Linked DNA regions of Mus musculus: all the other regions are linked to region 3. A link is a contact called in public HiChIP or PLAC-seq and promoter capture Hi-C data. All regions are on one chromosome and are shown on one strand. The core of a region is the stretch at or near the end of the contact, and the rest is flanking DNA. Distances in the headings are between cores, read along the strand shown.

Region 1 (4,580 bases), core at 268-2,767, 550 kb after region 3:
CCATGATAAAACCAAATTTAAGCAATAGCTATCTACAAATCCAGTCCTACAGAAGGCTCTAGAGCAAAACTCCAACCTATAAAGATTAACCACACTCAGGAAAACAAAAGAATAATCTCAGACCAGCAAATCAAAAGAGAGGAAACACACACACACACATCACTACTACCACTACAAGAATAACAAAATAACAGGAATCAACAAACAAGCTTATGTAGCCATTTTAATATCTGACAAGACAGACTTTAAACCACACTATTCAGAAGGGGAGGATACTACACACCCATCAAAGGAAAAATCCACTAAGAGGACATTCCAGTTTTCAACATCTATGGACCAAGCTCAAGGGCACCCCACTTCAAACCAAACCAACCAACCCCCAAAAACTCACTACTATATCTTAAGTCACATATTGACTCTCATACACCAATACTGCAAGACTTTAGTTACCGCTCCCACCAGTACACAGGTCATCTAGACAAAAACTCAACAGAAATGCTGTTGCTAACTGACCTTCTAAACCAATTGGACCTAACATATTTACAGAACATTTCCCACAAAAAACAAAAGAATATATCTTCTCCGCACCTGACAGAACTTTCTCCAAAACTGACCACATGCTCAGATACTGGGAAACTCCTATAGCTGATAAACACTTCCAGCAAACTAGCTGGATACAAAATGAACTCACAAAACTCAGTAGCCATCCTGTGTACACACAACAAGTAGACAGAGAGAGACAACGCCATTCACAAGAGCCTCTAGTGATAGAAAATATCGTGGGGTAACTCTAACCAGGCAAGTGCATGACTCATGCGAGAAAAACCCTAAGACGCTGTAGAAAGAAACTGAAGAAGATGTCAGAAGATGGGGAAGATCTCCCACGTTCATGGATAGGTAGGATTAATATAGTAAAAATGACCATCTTTTTTTTTTTTTAAGATTTATTTATTTATTTATATGTAAGTACACTGTAGCTGTCTTCAGACACTCCAGAAGAGGGAGTCAGATCTCCTTACGGATGGTTGTGAGCCACCATGTGGTTGCTGGGATTTGAACTCCAGACCTTCAGAAGAGCAGTTGGGTGCTCTTACCCACTGAGCCATCTCACCAGTCCAAAAAATGACCATCTTGCCGAAAGCAATCTGCAGAGTCAATGCAGTCCCCTTCACAATCTCAACACAATTCTTCGCAGATCTTCAAAGGGCAATTTTCAGCATTAAGATCACTAATGTACCTCATTAAACTGAGCACCTTCTGCACAGCAAAGGACAGTGTCATTTAGACAAAGCAGCAGGCTACAGAATGGGAAAAATTCTTTTTTTTTACCAACTCTATATTCAATAGAAGGCTAATATCCAAAATATATAAGGAACCTAAAAAACCAAGGTATTGAGGAAACCCTTCTCAGATTGCACCAGCTCATGTCCATCCTTGCTGCTCACAGTCTCAGGATCAGCTGCAGTCTGTGTAGGTCTTCGGTCACAAGAAGATAGGCACAGCTGTGGCACACTGCAAATGGGGAAATGGGTGGACAGACGTCCCCTGGAGATGATCAAGCTGTGCGTGCTGCAGGACAAGGTACTGAGGCAGTTCTGCTTCTGGGCAAAGAGAGATTTGCTGGTGTGGATGTCCGGGTTCATGTGAAGTGTGGTGGTCATGTGCCCCAAATTTATGCTATCTGACAGCCCATCTCCAAAGCCCTGATGGCTTATTACCAAAAGTACGTGGATGAGACCTCTAAGAACGAGACTAAAGATACCTGACAGTGGTCATAAATCCAAAAAGTTCCGAGGTCCTGGTGCCCACACTCCATACTAGAAATCTTACTCTTAAGTCCAACTAGAGGATCAAAGTTTACCTTTGTAATAAACATCCTAGGATTGAAACAAAAACAAAAACAAGACAAAAAAAAAAAAAACCCAAATAACTCAATTTAAAAATGGTGTGCAGATCTAAACAGAATTCTCAAAAGAGGAAACTCCATGGCTGAGAAACATTTAAAGAACCTTTCAACATCCTTAGTCATCAGGGAAATGTAAATCAAAACTACTTTGTGGTTTTATCTTACACCCAGCAGATTGGCTAAGATCAATAAAAACAAATGCTGGCGAGGATGGGAAGTTAGGGGAACAATCACCCATTGCTGGTATGAGTGCAAACTTGCCAGCCACTGTAGAGATCAGTGTGGTGGTTTCTCAGGAAGATGAGACTTGAAGACCTCGTGACTCAGCTATACCACTGTAGTGGTTTGTATATGCTCGGCTATGGGGCATATACCCAAAGGATGCTCCATTCTACCTCAGAGACACTTGCTCACCCATGTTCATTGCTGCTCTTTATAATAGCCAGAAGTTGGAAAACAACTTAGATGGCTGTCACAGATCAATGGATGAGAAAATGTGGTACATTTACACAACAGAATATTATTCAGCCATTTAAAAACTGAAATAATGAAATTTGCAGGCAAATGGAAGGAACTAGGAAAAAAAAAATCACCCTGAGTCAGATAACGTAGACCCAGAAAGACAAATAAGTAATGTATTAGCTTACGTGTCAATATTAGCTGTTAAGTCAATGATAACTGAGCCACAATCTATATAATACCACAATAGTTAGGTATAGAGTAAGGGACTGGAGTGTACAGATAGATCTCCCCAGGAAAGGGAAATAGAATAGATAGTTATGAATGGATGGGGAAGGAGACTAGAACAGAAGACTCCAATGGAATGGGGAAGGAAAGAGGGAGGGAGGGAATATGAAGAGAGACAGATATAAAGGTATCTTTTTTTTTTTTTTAACTAAAAGACCTGATGATTTTATTTTCACATTTCACAATATAAGTGAAAACTGTACTTTTTTGTATTACTTCTCCCTCCAAAAAATATCCTGTTAGGAAGGGACGTTTCCTTTTCATGCATCTAGTACACACTCAGGCTCAGCACCAAGAGCTCCTGGTGAAACAGAACAAGAAATACAAAACCATCAAGAGCGCTTCTGCTCTTATCTGTCTGGCCGGGTCATGCCAGGCCATGTGGGCACCATCATAGGGCAGGCGGGAGGTCTCATCATGGGAGGCCCAGGCATCATGGGCATGTGGCCTCCCATGGGCAGTCTCATCCCAGGAGCTGGTCCCACGGGCACCATCCCAGGCAGAAGGGGAGTGTCCATCATTGGCATCATGGGAGGGCCTCCCATGTGGGGCACAGGCGTCATGCCAGGCCGAGGAGGGCCCATGGTGGGAGGTGGGATCATGGCCCCTGCAGGTGGAGGAACAGAGAATGGAGCTGGAGGGATCTTTCTGTGAAATGCAGCTGTTGTTTTGTCATTCAGGCTCTGGGCCTGCTCTTCCATCCATTTCTGGTAACAGTCTTTTACATTCTCTTTGTGTTTCCGACCACTGCAGTTTGTCCTCCTCACAGCCAGAGAATTGTGGGTAAGATACGTATCACAGTAGTCACAATAAAACTTGGGCATGTTGCTCCACAAGCCATTGTCTACCTGGGTCCTAAAGGTATCTTTTATTTGCCTGAAGAAATTGTTATCACAGAGGCTTCCTGCTGAATAAAGCTCACTCTTTCTAGTTCTTTCTGAGCTCTGGCTGACTGGTTCAAACTCCACCCCAAGCTGACTGATTCAGTCTGACTTCTCTCAGCTTCTCACTGAAGTGCTCGGCTTGGTCTCAAATTAATTCTGGCAATTTGTTCTAACCTTCTGGCTCCTTAATCTCTAGCTCCAACTGACTCTGCTGCCCTGCACTGAGCTGCACGAACTCACAAATGAACTCAACTCCGCTGCACTCACTACTCCCACCTGACTGACCAAACTGATGACTGCCTCTGCCTGCACTGCTCTTTTAAGCCCCCTCTCTTCTGTCTCAGGAGAGTCGGGCGTATCCTATCTGTGACTCATTCTGCCAAATCTTACTCTGAATCGTCACTTTGTCTGCCTGCTCCTCAACTAGACATCACTTTTTTTTTTCTTTTTTTGGTTTTTCGAGACAGGGTTTCTCTGTGCAGCCCTGGCTGTCCTGGAACTCACTCTGTAGACCAGGCTGGCCTTGAGCTCAGAAATCCACCTGCCTCTGCCTCCCAAGTGCTGGGTATGAAGGCGTGCGCCACCACTGCCCAGCTACACATCACTTTCAAACATGGCTGCTTCCTTCTCTCAAATAACCTTACTTTCATTGTTTCGGATTAAAGGTGTGTACTAGAGAATGTCTGCATTCCAATCAGATCACACTGACCTGGAAGGTCTTTGGATGTGATTCCCTTGCCAGAACAGTCATGTTGCTAGATTAAAATTCCTCTAGGATAGTACGAAAACCTAATACAGAAGAAACTTCCTAAAATATACACATATATAAAGGTGATCAAAATGAAATCGCTGACTAGTGGGAGAGACAGAGCCTCAACTGGACTTCTCTTGTCATCAAATGAAACTTTTGATATCAGATTGGGTTGTATCTAATTAAGTTGTTAGCCAAAGAGACCCCATGGAACCCCACACACAAATCAAGGTGTTGCCAAGACTACAAGTTGTCCACAAACTGATGGCAAGGCCCTGTGGCTGAAGAAAAC
Region 2 (4,657 bases), core at 270-2,769, 550 kb before region 3:
TCTATACCCCTGTAAGCCTGCAGGCCCCAGAGGCACAGAAACAGGAAGGTCCCAGCTCAACCAGTAGATCAAAAATGGTGTAAGGTTGGGTTCAGTGCAAGAGCCTGTCTCTAAAACAAAAACTACAAGTAAGCAGGGCGTGGTGGTGCACACCTTTAATCTCAGCACTTGGGAGGCAGAGGGAGGTGGATTTCTGAGTTCGAGGTCAGCCAGGGCTATACAGAGAAACCCTGTCTCGAAAAAACAAACAACACAAACAAACAAAAACTACAAGTAAGGTGGGGAATGACAGAAGCCACCCAACACTGACCTTTGACCTACATGTGTGCACATGTACAAGTGAGCACACCTACATACACGTGTACGTAAAGTCAGAGGGATTAAAAAGGAAGAAGATAACTTAGCTCCCAGGAGCCCTGACTGAGGGTCACAGATCAGAGGAAGAACTGGAGGGAGGGGGGAGGCAGAACTCAGAGGTTAAGGGCGTGGGACGTGGGGGGCGGGGGCAGGCGAGGTGAGGAGACAAGAAGAGAGTCTTGTCTTGGCTGTAGGAACTGTTGAAGGTCACAGACGGTAGGCCCTGCCTGCCATGACACAGATGAATGGTGTCTTAAGGTAGTTACTGGGTATTTGGCAAAAGCAGGGTGGAAGCCCACCCAACTGGGAGTCCAAACCCCACTGCCATGAGAAGAAGAACTGAAGTAATATTTAAGGATAGGATGGAAGGAGGGAGAGCAGAGGGTGGCAGGCTCTCTGGACCTTCTGCAGCACCAGATTCAAGATTCTACACCCCCACCACCACCAAAGATTCTACTCCCAGCAGACATCTTCCTTCCTTCTGCATCCCCATCCTCACCCCAACCCCCGGCTTGGGGGATGGAACCCAGGGCCTTGCAGGCAAGCATATACCACTGAGATTCACTCTAGGCCAAGATAAATATCATTTTTAACACAGTCATCCAAAATCCCAGACCAAAAGTCTCAGCAGGTAGTGACCACTCTGTTCTTGGGGGTTGACAAGCTGAGATCCACCAGTGCCAGGGCACTCTCAGGTAGGGTGACAAAGGATGTACAGAACAAGCCCCATGTCCTTCTCAGCAAGCAATAGCCACATACAGGGTCAGGTTTGTTATTTCTAATGCCCAAAAGACTCTTCCGCAGAGCCGAAGGGACAGGATAAAAGGAAGTCCTGCGTAGGCTCACAGACACTCCGCTCCTCTCAGGTTAGTCCCTTAGTTCATTGCCTTAGACCTTCTCTGACGGTCCACCCCAACTGCAGTTTACCCAGCATCTCTATCCCTGCCTCTGCATCTCTCCGAGCTTCTTGGGCTCCCCCCTCCCAACTTCTGGGCCTCCCCAGTGCCCCTCCCTTGGGTGCCCCTCCCCGGACTACAACCCCCAGGCGCCCCCAGCCCGGGGCGCTGCGCATGCCCCCTGCTCCCCGCCCCCTCCGCTCCCCCTCCCTCCCTTCCTCCTCACCTCCCTCCGCCCCCCTCCCCCGCGCCTCGGCTCCCGCATCCCTCCATCCAACCCTGTGCCGCAGCCGCATCGCCACCGCAGCCTAGGCAGAGCCCAGTCGGCCCAGGCCCCTGTCTCTGCCTGGCCTTAGCTCCCCGCCCCCCCGCCGCGCACCTTATCCGCACATCCCTCGGAGGTCTAGCCCGGTGCCCCCAGACCCCGGCCTCCAGGACAGAGGCAAGAGGCAGAGAGCAGCAGCGGAGGCGGGAGGACGAAGAAGGGGAGGAGGAGCCCGTCGCAGGATGAAGGATCGGACTCAGGAGCTGCGGAGTGTGAGCTAAGGGGTGGGAGAGGTGGGGAGGCGGGACCCTGTATTTGGGGAGCGCTTGGGGGATGGAGTGGGGGAGGTTCTGAGACATGGGGAGCAAATGATGAGACTAGAGGTTGGAAGCCAGGAGCCCTCACATCTCCTGGCACCTGGTATCTCCAGTGAACCTGCAATTGGAGGACAGTGGCTGGAAGGAGTTGGAGGCCATTAAGACACAAGGGGGCAGGAGAGGTCTCAGGGGCCTGGGCAGCCCAAATGCCCGGGAGGACCCTAGAATCTAACCTGGGGGTGGGAGAAAGTGAATGTCAAGAGAGGATTGGGGGACACCATCATCCCCTAGAGCAGGCTTGTCAAATTAGGCGGATGGAGGGGGTGGTTGCTGGCCAGGCCGGGTCCAGGAGGACCCAGATTTGGGATGCTATGGAGGACACAGGTTGGAACTAGATGCCAGCACCTGGCAGTGAATGAAGTGTGTGGTGGTACTGGTGGTGGTGGTGGTGGTGGTGGTGGTGGTGGTGTGTGTGTGTGTGTGTGTGTGTGTGTGTCCACGCGCACGCGCACTGGTATGTTGCTCCGTGGGGAGAGGGCACTGCTCAGAGGGGGAGTGTGTGTGTGTGTGTGTGTGTGTGTGTGTGTGACTGAGTTCCCCTGGGCCAGAGCCTCAGCTTAGGTGACCCCAAAGGTGAGAGAGGAGAGAAAGATCCATCCACCAGGTCACAGAATTGGGTTGTGTGACATAGGCCACACAGTGCTTGGGGGAACTGGAGCATGGGAGCAGCCAGGGGCAGGCTGCTGGAAGCCAGGGGCCAGGCTCCAGGCGGTTGGCCAGCAGAGCTGGAGGAGGAAAGGTGGGGGGCTGCAGGGGAGGCTGCTCTTTGGAGGGACTGTGCTCGCCTGCTGAGAATGGTTTTGGGCAGGGAGGGTGCCGAGACATTTTAAGAATGACATGAGCCCAAGGAGCTTGAGGTTCCAGTTTGCTGTGTGACAGTGGCCTCTGGATTGGGATATGTCAGAATTCCAAGGGATTGTTACTCTACGTGACAGATTGGGAAACTGAGGTTCAGGGATGGGAAGGGACTGGCCCAAGGTCATCAAGCAAGTATGTGTGTGGTACAGGTCAAATGGCTCAGGGGCCTCCAGGCTGCCGAGTTGACCATGGGACTACACCCTCCGGCCTTTGAAACACAAGTTTTAGAGTGTTGTTGGAAGCCTCCAAAGGTTGGGCCTGGAGTTGGGGACCCTGGTTCACAGGCCATACGGGGAAGGAACACAGTGGCTCTTTGGAGAGGAAGTGGGGAGAATGAAGGAGCTGACTGTGAGGGAGGAGATGTGAAGGAGTATTTACTGCGTGAGGAAAACCATAGTAGCAATGGCAACTGTACTGTGTGTGTTTTATAGGAAATCACCTCTGATTCCCGGCAATCTTATGAGGCTGGTGTTAGCATGATCTCATCTCACAGAAAAGGGAACAGAGGCTCAGAGACATTAAGGAACTTGGCCAAAGTTACAGAGCTAGAAAAAGGCAGGATTCAAACCCAGACCAGCAGCCTCAGTATCCTAACCGCCCCCCCTCCAGGTGCAGTTTGCAAAGCAGGTTGTCATGGCAATCCCATTAGATCCCAACCAACTTCCTGGTAAGGTAGACAGAGAGTCTGCCTTGTCTAATATTCAGGAAAACTGAAGCCCAGAGGGTTTAAAGATTTCCCCAAGCCACACAACTAAACAAGGGAGAAAATAGAATTCGAACTCAGATCTCCAGCAGCCAAGAATATTCCATGACTCCCAAACCTAGAGAAATGCGATAAGGTGGGGGTGGAAGTGTGGTATAATTAGAGGGAGAGGGAGACAGAGTGGGGAGAACTCTGAGTGAGTCAGGGCTCCCTGCCCAGAGGTGAAGAAACCTGTGGCCAGGGCTGCCGGAGGGGGTGGGGGTGGAGGAAGCCAGGTGGCTAGGGCAGTAGGCAAATGATGTGGAGAGCTGGGGGCTGGGGGGTTACGGGGCGGGGGGGGGGAGATTGGGTAAATACTGATGGCTTTGCTGTTACTCACAATTTGGGAGAGTGGAGATTGGGGAGGGTGCAGGTGGGGTGGGTAGGAGCTCCAGATGTCTGGAGTGTTAAGAGTGTCTGCCAGAGTTGAAAGCCATGCTGTGGGAAGGCAGTGAGCTGGAGGGGAGGGGAGGGGAGGGCATGGTGAGGGGCATCAGGAGTGCTAGCCCAGGGGCCTGCTTGTCTCGCCAAGGAGTTTTCAAATCTGTTTATCATTTAGAGGTTGAGGACTCAGACTTAGAAGGCAGTTTGTTAGTTATTTCACCTGTGACCTTGGGCACAGTACTTGGCATGTCTGGTACTCTCGGGGTAGTTTGGTGGTAGTGGGTGTGTTTTTGTTTGTTTTGGGGAGTGTGTGTGTGTGTGTGTGTGTGTGTGTGTGGGTACTGGGGGATTGACCGGAGGGTATTGAATTCACTAGGCAGGTACTCTGTCATAGAGCTACTTCTAAGCCTCAGTTTCCCCCTGTGCCATTTGAGAGTAAAGTGCCACCTCATTTCACAGGATCATTTTGAGAATTAAAAGTTAATTAATACTTCCAAGCTGTCTAAGGAAGGGCCTAGTGCACAGCAGCGCTCTGGGGTTGCTATTCCTAGGTGACTTTCCGGTTCCTCTGGAACATTACAGAAGCCCGTTTGGATGTCTCCTAATGGATTTTGATTTTGGAGTTACCTGAGGGCTACAGGAAAGAGACAGACTTGACAGACAGAGGCGCGCGCAGGTCGGTCCTGCAGTTGGTGGAGCTGGTGTTGAACAGCTTCCTGTCTCAGGTTGCCCAGCAGGTTCGGTTTGGAGGTTCTATGCTGGATATGGAACCTCAGGC
Region 3 (4,705 bases), core at 1,593-4,092:
TAACTGCGAGGGGAAAGTCCAAAGGACAAGAGAGAACACAAACAACGGGCCTCTGAGACTAGTCACTGTTTAACTTGCCAGCTGACGACAGACTTTCTTTTTCCCTCTGAGACAGGAGGCTCCTTCAAGTGTGCCACACACCTTTATGCTGGACTCTTTCATCACCATAACTCCCAAACGGGAATTACCAGCCCCAGTTTACTGAAGTGGCTTGGGGGAGCAGGATGGCCTATCATTTCCTCAAGGTCACAGCTTGGCTACAATTGGGTGTAAAGGCCAGGCCAAAGATCAAAAGCCAGGGGATGGGGTGGGGTGGACGGGTGCAGCTCATTGGTAGGCTGGCCCCACACCCACTAAAAAACAAGGCAGGAGGATGGAGGAGGGCAAGCCTGGAAGAGAGGGAGGAAGAGAGACCCTGGTTTAGATCCAGCACCCATATGGCATCTGAAACTCTACTTCCACTTATATACATGTGAGCAAAACACACACACAAAAAAGCAACCAGTGTAGTTACAAGTTGAAAGCAAGCCGGGCGTGGTGGTACACGCCTTTAATTCCAGCATTTGGGAGGCAGAGGCAGGTGGATTTCTGAGTTCGAAGGCAGCCCTAGTCTACAGAGTGAGTTCCAGGACAGCCAGGGCTATACAGAGAAACCCTGTCTCAGAAGAGAAAAAAAAAAAAGTTGAAAGCAGGGTGGAGTGGTGCTAGTGGTGCACACTTTTAATCCCAGAACCCAGGAGGCAGAAATAGACAGATTTCTGTGAATCCAAGGCCACCTTGGGCTACACAGTGAGAGACCATGTCTCAAAAAAAAAAAAAAAAGAAAAAGAAAAAAATCATGTCCTCAAATCCTACATGTTAATATGTCCTTATGTCCTTCTGAAGTATTCCAGGCAGCCTCAATGAGTGGTCTCTGGAGCAGACTATTGGATTGTGATTCTGTCCCACTCTAATTGGTGGTGACCTTGAACAGGGTCACCTGCACCTCATACTCTTCCTTTTCCTTTTTTTTTTTTTTTAAGATTTGTTTATTGTACTTATATGAGTCCACTGTAGCTGTCTTCAGACACACCAGAAGAGGGTGTCAGATCCCATTACAGATGGTTGTGAGCCACCATGTGGTTGCTGGGAATTGAACTCAGGACCTCTAGAAGAACAGTCAGTGCTCTTAACCACTGAGCCATCTTTCCAGTCCCCATATTCTTCCTTTTAAATAAATGTTTTATTTTAAGCCAGGCAGTGGTGGCCCACCCCTTTAATCCCAGCAGTTGGGAGGCAGAGGCAGGGAGACCTCTGTGAGTTTAAGACCATCCTGGTCTACAGAGTGAGTTCCAAGACAGCCAGGGCTCCACAGAGAAACCCTGTCTCTATGACATGTGTGTGAGGAGACCAGAAGAGGGCTCCACGGAGATCCTCCTGCCTTTGTCTCCCAAGTGCTGGGGCTAAAGTCATTTGCCACACCATCCAGTTGTGAAAATCTTGACAACTTCACTTAGATTCCACGAATCCATGTAAAGGTTGGGGAGAGCCAAGCTACACAGTCATCCCCGGAAAGCCACACGCACCATCAAAGACAGCAATAATACAAAGATTCATTTACTTTTATTTTGTATGTGTAGGAGTGTTTTGGCTATATGTTTGACAGGGAACTGTGTGTTCCTGGTGCTCTCAGAAGCCAGAAGAGGGACATCAGGTCCCCTGGAAACTGGAATTACGGATGATAGCCACCATGTAAGTTCCAGGAACTGAACCCAGGTCCTTTGCAAGAACAGCAGGCGCTCTTAACCACCTACCTACCTCTCCAGCACCTATTTTAGGCTTTTTGAGACAAGATCTCACTGTGGAGCCCAGGCTAGAATGGACATCATTGTCTTCTTACCACAGTTTTCCAAGTACTGGGATCACACAGTGGAAAAACCTATTCATTTATTTGGTTTAGGGTTGCAAGCTGTAGAACAGGCTGGCCTGGAACTCACTATGTAGTACTATGTAGTACAGGCTGGCCTGGAATTAACAGTCTCAGTCTCTCAAATGGTGGAATTACAGGCATAAAGCCACTACTATGAGTTTAGCATTTATAATTTCAGTAGACATTGGCAAACCCCCCTGCCTGGATCTGAATTCTCACATATATTAACTTCAAGAAATAGAGACATCTTAGCACAGAGTAGCCATAAATAAATAATAAATTAGCTTGCACTGAAGATGCAACTCACTGCTGCCAGATAATGGCCAAAACAGTACCCAAACCTGTGCAGAATTTTTAAGTCCATGTGAAACTTCACAACATCAATTGTGCAATTTGCTTATGCAATCATAGTATTTACTTTGTGATGTCCCCTTTCTTCCCCTAAACCTCCCCTTAAAGTATTTTCTTAGCCTAGATTAGCTTTGTGTCCTGTCAAATGACCCTAGGACTGTTCTGACCTTGGGGCTAGCCCAGTGCCAGAGCTTCCTTCCGTAAGTAATTTATTCTTTGGTAAAATGATTCCAAAAACAGCAGACTTCTGCCAGCCAACTCCAAGACCAGGTTCCCAGGGCGGAGGGGGGCGGAGGGGACAAGACACGCACGGGTAACGTGGCTCCCACCTGTAATAACAGCACTTGGAAAGCTGAGACAGATCGATGGACTCGAGTTCGAGTCCATCCTGATCTGCGTTCCAGGCCGGTTACAAGGGGTTCACGTGATGATCTCGCGGGGACCGGTTGTGCAAGCAGACGGTTAATTTGTAATACACCTTTTTGAGTAAAGGAAGCCCGCCTCTCGGTACGGGAATCGTCATTGGATAGAGCAGCTGTCAATCACGCTGTATATAAATAGAGGCCGCGCGGCGCTCCGACAGGCAGCGTGGCTCGAGTCCTCCGGTCCGGCTCGCGTGGTTGATCATCTCCTGGCGTAACCTTGGCCCGCTGTGGCTGGGAGACTCATCTGCAGGTATCTGGGCCTTCTGGTCCGCACGGCCTCCCGGGCGAGCGGCGCGATGGCGGAAGCGGCGGCGGCGGGCGCCAGCGGAGAAACCATGGCGGCGCTAGTGGCCGCAGAAGGTTCCTTGGGCCCGGCGGGCTGGTCTGCCGGCCGGAGTTTCTCCAACTACCGGCCGTTCGAGCCCCAGACACTGGGCTTCAGCCCGAGCTGGCGGCTGACGAGCTTCTCCGGCATGAAGGGCTGAGGCTGCAAGGTCCCCCAGGAGACCCTGCTCAAACTCCTGGAGGGACTGACGCGGCCCGCGCTGCAGCCCCCGCTTACCTCGGGTCTGGTCGGGGGCCAGGAAGAGACGGTGCAGGAAGGGGGCCTGTCCACCAGGCCCGGCCCCGGCTCAGCCTTCCCCTCGCTGAGCATTGGCATGGACTCCTGCGTCATCCCCCTGAGGCACGGAGGCCTGTCGCTGGTGCAGACCACCGACTTCTTTTACCCCTTGGTGGAAGATCCCTATATGATGGGGCGCATAGCTTGTGCCAATGTGCTCAGTGACCTCTATGCCATGGGTATCACTGAGTGTGACAACATGTTGATGTTACTCAGTGTGAGCCAGAGCATGAGTGAAAAGGAACGAGAGAAGGTGACACCGCTCATGATCAAAGGCTTTCGTGACGCTGCGGAGGAGGGAGGCACTGCAGTGACCGGTGGACAGACAGTGGTCAACCCGTGGATTATCATCGGTGGCGTTGCCACGGTGGTGTGTCAGCAAAATGAATTCATAATGCCTGATAGTGCCGTGGTAGGAGATGTGCTGGTATTAACCAAACCTTTAGGAACCCAGGTTGCTGCCAATGCCCACCAATGGCTGGATAATCCTGAGAAATGGAATAAAATCAAGATGGTGGTTTCCAGAGAGGAAGTAGAGTTAGCCTATCAGGAAGCTATGTTCAATATGGCTACTCTAAACAGGACTGCTGCTGGCTTGATGCACACTTTTAATGCCCACGCAGCCACGGATATCACAGGCTTTGGCATATTAGGACACTCTCAGAACCTGGCAAAACAGCAAAAAAATGAAGTGTCCTTTGTCATACATAATCTGCCAATAATTGCCAAGATGGCTGCGATCAGCAAAGCCAGTGGGCGCTTTGGCCTCCTCCAAGGAACGTCAGCTGAAACCTCTGGGGGATTACTGATTTGTCTGCCAAGAGAGCAGGCGGCCCGCTTTTGTTCGGAAATCAAATCTTCCAAGTACGGAGAGGGTCACCAAGCTTGGATCGTTGGCATCGTGGAGAAGGGAAACCGGACAGCCCGGATCATTGACAAGCCTCGCGTTATTGAAGTTCTACCTCGGGGAGCCTCTGCTGCTGCTGCTGCTGCTCCTGATAATTCCAACGCAGCCTCTGAGCCTAGTTCTTGAAATGGAATAGCGGTTGTTGGGAACTCGGAGCCATTCTACCCGCTCAGGGACTGCTGGCCAGGGTTGATTTTAAGACCTTTCCAAAGGCTGCTTGCATGGTTCCTCCAGGCCCATCCAAAGCTTCCTGTATGTGCATCCAGGCCTGTGAGTAATGGCGCTGCGGATGTGTGTTCATCTGTTGAGAGCATGAGGAGCAAAAACCCGTTTCCCAAAGCAAGAGGAGGCTATTTCAGTTTTAGGGATTTTTTTTTTTTTTTTTTTTTGCACTGAGTTGATTCATTTCTGCACAGGGAGTAAAGATTATTAAGATTACATATGAGAAAAGTAAACCTGCAACATGAAAAATTATTTGGACCAATATATTG

Evidence for each region. Promoter capture Hi-C pulls out the DNA fragments that hold promoters and counts their contacts. HiChIP or PLAC-seq counts read pairs in DNA pulled down with a chosen protein or histone mark.
Region 1: an H3K27ac HiChIP or PLAC-seq map of microglia shows a contact between it and region 3, with 6 times the contacts expected there. The contact joins the enhancer-like site here to the promoter of Sephs2 in region 3. A contact is called at or near these places in 2 of 39 promoter capture datasets (embryonic stem cells and neutrophils) and 4 of 115 datasets of contacts at active chromatin or transcription factors (astrocytes, double positive thymocytes, embryonic stem cells and 1 more).
Region 2: a promoter capture Hi-C map of cranial neural crest shows a contact between it and region 3. The contact joins the promoter of Stx1b here to the promoter of Sephs2 in region 3. A contact is called at or near these places in 5 of 39 promoter capture datasets (cranial neural crest, embryonic stem cells, liver and 1 more), 2 of 115 datasets of contacts at active chromatin or transcription factors (craniofacial prominence and kidney) and 1 of 9 other capture datasets (adipose tissue).

What each region holds. Positions count from the first base shown.
Region 1 is chr7:126,722,833-126,727,412 of GRCm38.p6, reverse strand. It overlaps the pseudogene Snrp1c-ps1. Among named protein-coding and RNA genes, the nearest start is that of Coro1a, 20 kb to the right of the region's middle. Within about 2 kb of position 1,517, at least 23 of the 459 cell types and tissues checked have an H3K27ac peak or open chromatin away from gene starts, as enhancers often do. A contact at or near this core is called in microglia, where this site is marked.
Region 2 is chr7:127,821,393-127,826,049 of GRCm38.p6, reverse strand. It overlaps Stx1b (syntaxin 1B), which reads left to right and starts at 1,519. Exons shown (of 10, transcript NM_024414.2): 1 at 1,519-1,790. The coding sequence starts at 1,761.
Region 3 is chr7:127,272,196-127,276,900 of GRCm38.p6, reverse strand. Sephs2 (selenophosphate synthetase 2) reads left to right here and starts at 2,842. Exons shown (of 1, transcript NM_009266.3): 1 at 2,842-4,705. The coding sequence starts at 2,982. The coding sequence ends at 4,340.